2 separate regions of the Bombyx mori genome follow, and region 2 is linked to region 1. A link is a contact called in public Hi-C data. All regions are on one chromosome and are shown on one strand. Each heading gives the region's core, a stretch centred on a gene start, on an enhancer-like site or on the middle of the called end of the contact. The rest is flanking DNA. Distances are from core to core; before and after follow the strand shown. Region 1 overlaps LOC101743013 (ankyrin repeat and sterile alpha motif domain-containing protein 1B). Region 2 has its middle 15 kb from the start of LOC101743013.

What was found. Hi-C and Micro-C count contacts between places; a contact is called where the count stands out from the background.
Region 2: a Hi-C map of midgut shows a contact between it and region 1, with 1.8 times the contacts expected there. The contact joins two enhancer-like sites. A contact is called at or near these places in 2 of 7 Hi-C or Micro-C datasets (midgut and whole pupa).

Annotation. Positions count from the first base shown.
Region 1 is chr14:4,104,743-4,107,609 of ASM3026992v2, reverse strand. It overlaps LOC101743013 (ankyrin repeat and sterile alpha motif domain-containing protein 1B), which reads left to right. Exons shown (of 17, transcript XM_062672016.1): 8 at 1,331-1,460. Among protein-coding and RNA genes, the nearest start is that of TRNAS-AGA, 17 kb to the left of the region's middle. Within about 2 kb of position 1,344, at least 5 of the 8 cell types and tissues checked have open chromatin away from gene starts, as enhancers often do.
Region 2 is chr14:4,162,809-4,165,675 of ASM3026992v2, reverse strand. No RefSeq gene overlaps it. Among protein-coding and RNA genes, the nearest start is that of LOC101743013, 15 kb to the right of the region's middle. Within about 2 kb of position 1,350, at least 7 of the 8 cell types and tissues checked have open chromatin away from gene starts, as enhancers often do.

The sequences.
Region 1 (2,867 bases), core at 95-2,594:
AAAAGCTGTTACAATTGTCTATGACTGGTACGTTACCGACTAAAAAAGCAGAAAGTATTAAGAAAAAGATTCTCTTTAGACATAAAACGTTCACAAATATTGAGGTAGATAGGAATTCCACAAAAATCAAAGATTTACCACAATGGAATAAGGAGTTTTTGAAAGAAACTTTAGCTCACTACCACATTCGTGGCACTGGTCATTGTTTATTTAAAGCCCCAACTGTTGAAGAATTCCTTTACATATTTAATAGAGAAACCCTTAATAGCAAAGCAGAGTCTTTGACAAAAAACAAAAGAGACAGTTACTATGAGACGGCGATTTGTTTTTGTAAGCCCAAACCGTTAAAAACATACAGCAGCGCCGAAAATCTTTTAGATCTATCATTCCAAGAAAAAGAAGATAAAATAACTTTGATAGATTTCGAAGGTCTAGTGAAAAAAAGCGAAATATCATCTTCGTCGTTTCAATGCTTTTGTGATTCCGGTGCCTGCACCCTTCATTGTAAACATCGTGAGTCGCCCACGGATTTCATTGTGAAATTTTCTGTTATGAAGAAAAGTATATCAACTCCTGATATTACTTTAGATGATTCTCCTTATTCGACAGCTGGTTTAAGTAACTTACCGAAAAACAAATCCGTGCCGCGGAACCTCGAAGAACCGTACGCTGTTGTCGAAGTGGACGGTAATAGTGCCCAAAAAAAATTAGAACAAACATCTAGTAGTAAATCGAATGCGTCATCTCAGGCATCGACGTTGTCGTCGACTTCAGATAGACCGTATTCTTTGAAAGATATCTCTGAAGTTATATCGCAAAATTCAACATTGACATCTGACAGTCCGTCTTGTGCTTACAATTCTGTGCATTTGCCTGTGCGTAAATCGACCTCCTCGGAATACTCTGGTAACTGGTCACTCCGAACTTGTAATTCAGACGCTACCGTGAGATCGGACGCGTCCTTCAAAACGTGCCGCGAAGAGTCATCTGATGACTCCGACGGGACCTTGCACTCCGATGATGACGAAAGCTCTGATGCTGACACCGTGAAATCTGACGTCAGTACCACAAAAAGACCGTGGGTTCACAGTAATTCGTTCAGGTTCGGTGGCAGCACCAGATCCGACGTTATCGAGGAGGATCAATTTGAGGAGATGAATTTGTTCGAATCTAAAATGGAAAGCGGTATTAGTGTTGGGTCGAGTGGTGGGGAGAGTTTGTCGTCGAGTTGGGAAGACGAGAGGCAAGATAGCGGTATTCCGAGGACCGACGGGGATGTGTCGCTTTGTTCGGCTTCGCTTGAGCGGGGTTCGGTCGGGGCTGTTCGCAGCGGGTCGGGGCGCCGCCGGTGGGACGAAACGGAGGGTACCAGCGAGGGCGATGCGCTGAGCGTGTCCAGTGCAGCATCTAGCTGTGCGCCCTTGCATCTAGCTCATCATCACGACTACAGTAAAGTATCGGTAAGTCATTCGTATTATTTGAGTACGTCACTACGTTCTAGATATTGAGTACGGCACTACCTTCTAGATATAATAATTAAGTCCATAAAAATTTACAAATTTTACAAATACTACGGTATGTGCTCCGCACGACGCACACGTCATTGATCATAGTCCGCTGTAGCGTCGACGCATGCATCAGCGATATTGCACGTTTTCCTCTTAATAGGGTAAGCTTAAGAAAGGCTATAATCTATAACCGATCATTCTCTTGTATGTAATTCGTCACGACAGGTTAGCAGGATATTATAAAAATATAAAATTACTAGCTGACCCGGCAGACTTCGTAGTGTCACAATCAATAAATAAAAGACCTAAACTTTTGTATAAAATAAACTTAAAACAAACAAAAGCAATCCACACATCTAAGGAAAAACGAAATCGTTATTTTTATTTAATTCCGAGCATATTCATGTTTATCTACCTTTTAAACCTTCTCTGGACTTCGACAAATAATTCAAGACCAAAATTAGCCAAATCGGCCCAGCCATTCTCGAGTTTTAGTGAGACTAACGAACAGCAATTCATTTTTATATATATAGATAAATACAAAAAAAGGTCTAAAACAAAAAAAAATCCATTAAAATGGGAATATCATCAATTTGGTCGAAGTCATTTAAAAATACATTATTAATAATATACATACTATAATAATTCAAAAACTACTGGTAAGATGGTAAGGTAAGACTACATGAGAAACCCTTGCATATTTATTGTAAAAAGTATAATCAAAAAACGGTTCACCTGGAAAAGTGTTCTGAGTTAACACACACCTAACAAATAATGCAGTCAAATTAAAGTTTATGCCTTGGAGAACGTATTCATTCTTAAATGTAAAGTTTATTGCTCTCTCTTGCTACTCTGTGATTAAGACGCGACATACTGATGAGTGTGAGAAAGATTCTCATAATTAAACGCAATTAAAACGGTTTAGATTATGTCGCAACACATTTGAAAAGAAACAATGTGTCAACAGATCAGTGATATGCATTGGAGATGATACAACAGTTTCTTTTGAACTTTTTACTAAGCATTTTCTTGTTAGCTTTTTTTTTTATCCTACCTATGCTGATAGCCTTGAGAGGCTATTTCAGCTTCACCCTAACCTTTGTAGGTGAGCTCACGGGGCTCAAACCGGAGAGTTGCTAACACTGACCCTACCAAGAGCAGTGCTTCGCAGAATCTACCACCGGATCGAAAACGCGACCCACTGAGAAGATCTGGCGAGAAACTCAGTGGGCTGTGTCTGTGGGTCAATTCGCTCGTCGAGCCCTTCGTCGCAAGCGACGGGTTCGACAAGGACGGTGACCGGACTTGTTAGCGATCTTTATAACAGTATATATACTGAGTTGTCACTGTTAATTAATA
Region 2 (2,867 bases), core at 101-2,600, 58 kb before region 1:
CTCAAGGCTATCAGCATAGGTAGGGGAAAAAAGGGGCGATAAGGCGATTGAATTCTTTCCAATGCTAATTCTAGGCTAACAACTAGTTTAAATACCTCGTTTTGATGACTCTTTTGTCGAAACTAAGCACTCGTCACTCGTGTACGTATTCTGCATGACTGTAGTTTAGTGTATTTCAAGTACACGCGTTGGATAACTCGATTGTATGGTAAACGGAAAGCAATCAGGGTCCTATAAGACACATCGGGTCGACGTTAATGGGTTCCGCATTAGACAGGGTTAACATGTGCTTCTGTGATCGTCCTATATACATGATTGACTAGCAATTACACGGGATTGAAGACATTACGATGTATGTACGTATGGATAGACGCTCGTGCGATTTACGGGTTAATTTGAATCAACATAATATTGAGTTAGCCATGAATTCGTTATACAAACTTTTTATTTGAATTAATTGCATTTATTCTGTTATTGTTTATGGATATATATGAATTAAAAAAAAAGATTGTCGTTAACGTCCTTGATGGTAAATGAACTTTTTTAATCTGTATAATTGTAACATGCCTTATAATGCAAGACAATCAGCGAAACAAAGGGATAGGCTCTGTTAGTAAATGTGTTTATCATAAATTTACCGATTCACATTTCAGTTTGTTTATTATGTACAGTCTACAAGCACAAAAATGTTAGTGGGACAGCCCTGCCCGTCGTAAATGACATGCCCAGATTGTTTATATAGCATTCATACTCGACCGGTGGACCGAATGGTAAACAGTCGACGTCGCCCTAAGCACGTCATTACAGATCCTTCCGATCCATTAACGGTGCTTTTAGGTACCTCAAGCACCGATCACCGTCCTCGCCGAACCCGTCGCTTGGGACGAAAAACTCGACGAGTAAACTAACCCATAGACACAGCCCACTGAGTTTCTCGCCGGATCTTTTCAGTGGATGGCGTTTCCGATCCGGTGGTAGATTCTGCAAAGCACTGCTCTTGCTAGGGTCAGTGTTAGCAACCCTCGCGGTTTGAGCCCCATGAGCTCACCTACTAGTTCGGTGAATCTAGAATAACCCCTTGAGGTTACTAGAATATGTAGGAAAAAAATATTTATAGCAATATTTTGTTGGACAGGTGTGATATCGGCGGGCGTGAGCGTACCCGTGCAGATACCGTCGCAGGGGCCCGACCTCGCGTCCAACTACTGGGGCCGGCTCCAGTGATCTCAGCTTTTCGGGTTCCCGCATCGGCTCCTAGCGATGCCTGAGAACCCGAACTCCCTGTCAGAGTCGCCATCTAGCGACGTGGCGCACAACTACGCCGACGCGCGCCTCGCCCTGAGCATGGCGGCCGTGCCCGACGCGGCGGCGGGAGACCAAAACAATTCAGTGTCGTAAGTGCAACGCTGTACGTGTCTACTACCAGTTTCCGTTTTCGTTTCTATGGTGCAAATATTTATAGATTGTCGTGTACAGTGATTAAAATTAATTATAAAGCGCCCTGTAAACGATCAAATTGTTTGTCAAATTATTTGACAGTATGTAGCTTTGTTTGATGCGTTTGTCAAAAAGTTGGGGGTGTTTGTCAAACAAGATCTGTCGTTACTCGACACGACGTCTCGTTATCGAGAAAACCGAATCTATGGGCAAGTTAACAAACTTATTTGATATTTTAAGCTATTGTTTGATGAAAAATGTAAAGTTTGACAAACAAATTTGATCGTTTACAGGGCGCTTAAGGGATGCAACTGATGATGTTCAAAATTAGTGTGTAAGCGTCGTGACCCTCACAGCGGAATGTGCAGTGCAATAAACACACTGACATTTATTTATTTTCATATATGATAATTTGTGTGACGGCTGCACGAGTCATTGTGCTCGATGAGTGTAAATATTAGGGTAAGCGACATCTATCGTCGAGTAGATGAAGTAGCGCGCCGTCGCTGTTCACCGACGAAAGTGTAAATGTAAAATCGTTTGTGCCAACGTTTGTTATAATTGAGTATTACGCGCCCTATACGTGCACAACCCTTTTATTTCTTTGATGTACGTCGCAGGGGTGGGAGATTTTAATGCCGCGACGAAAAATAAGCTTCGTTATAACCATTTGTTTTCGGACCCCAGCGTTGGCGTCGTCAAACAAATTGTCACACAGAACAATCGTGTTTGTGACGCGACTACTTTGTGTATAATAAACTAATAAATGTTGTATCGTGTTCATATTAAATATACATCGCAGCACCTCTAAAACGAATTACGTTATTTATTTTAAATAATTTAATGATTGGCATTTATAATACATATCGACGCTTGAAAGGCAAACGTGACTAAGCGACAATGCGTGAACTTTACAGTAGACTAATTTAAAGTTGAAATACATGAAGAAAAAAAAAATTAACGAATCTAGCTGGAGTAGAATCTAGCTAGTAGCTGTAGGATTGAAATGATTTTAATAGACCTAGAAATTAATTATTTTTGCGCATCGAATATGGTTATTGCCATCATTTATGTACAAAGCAGTTATTGTCGCTTAGTCACGTTTGCCTTTCAAGCGTCGATATATTTGTAATACTGTGATTTCGAATAGTTGTATAGTTCGATTTAACGACTGTATTGATTATGATGATTTTGATGACGAATTTTTAAATTATCCCGACGGATTAGGCGAGATCGCCCGCGGCGGCACAATGCGCTTCCGATAACTTGACGTGTGTATGTATTTGTACATTGTATTGGATATTTACATTAAGATTGCAATATCGAAGCGGTTAACTCTGTTAGTGCTGTATTAAAATCCGATGTTAATTGTGAAATAAATTATTGATAGTTCATAAGTGCATAGAATGGGAATATTACAGTGAAATTAA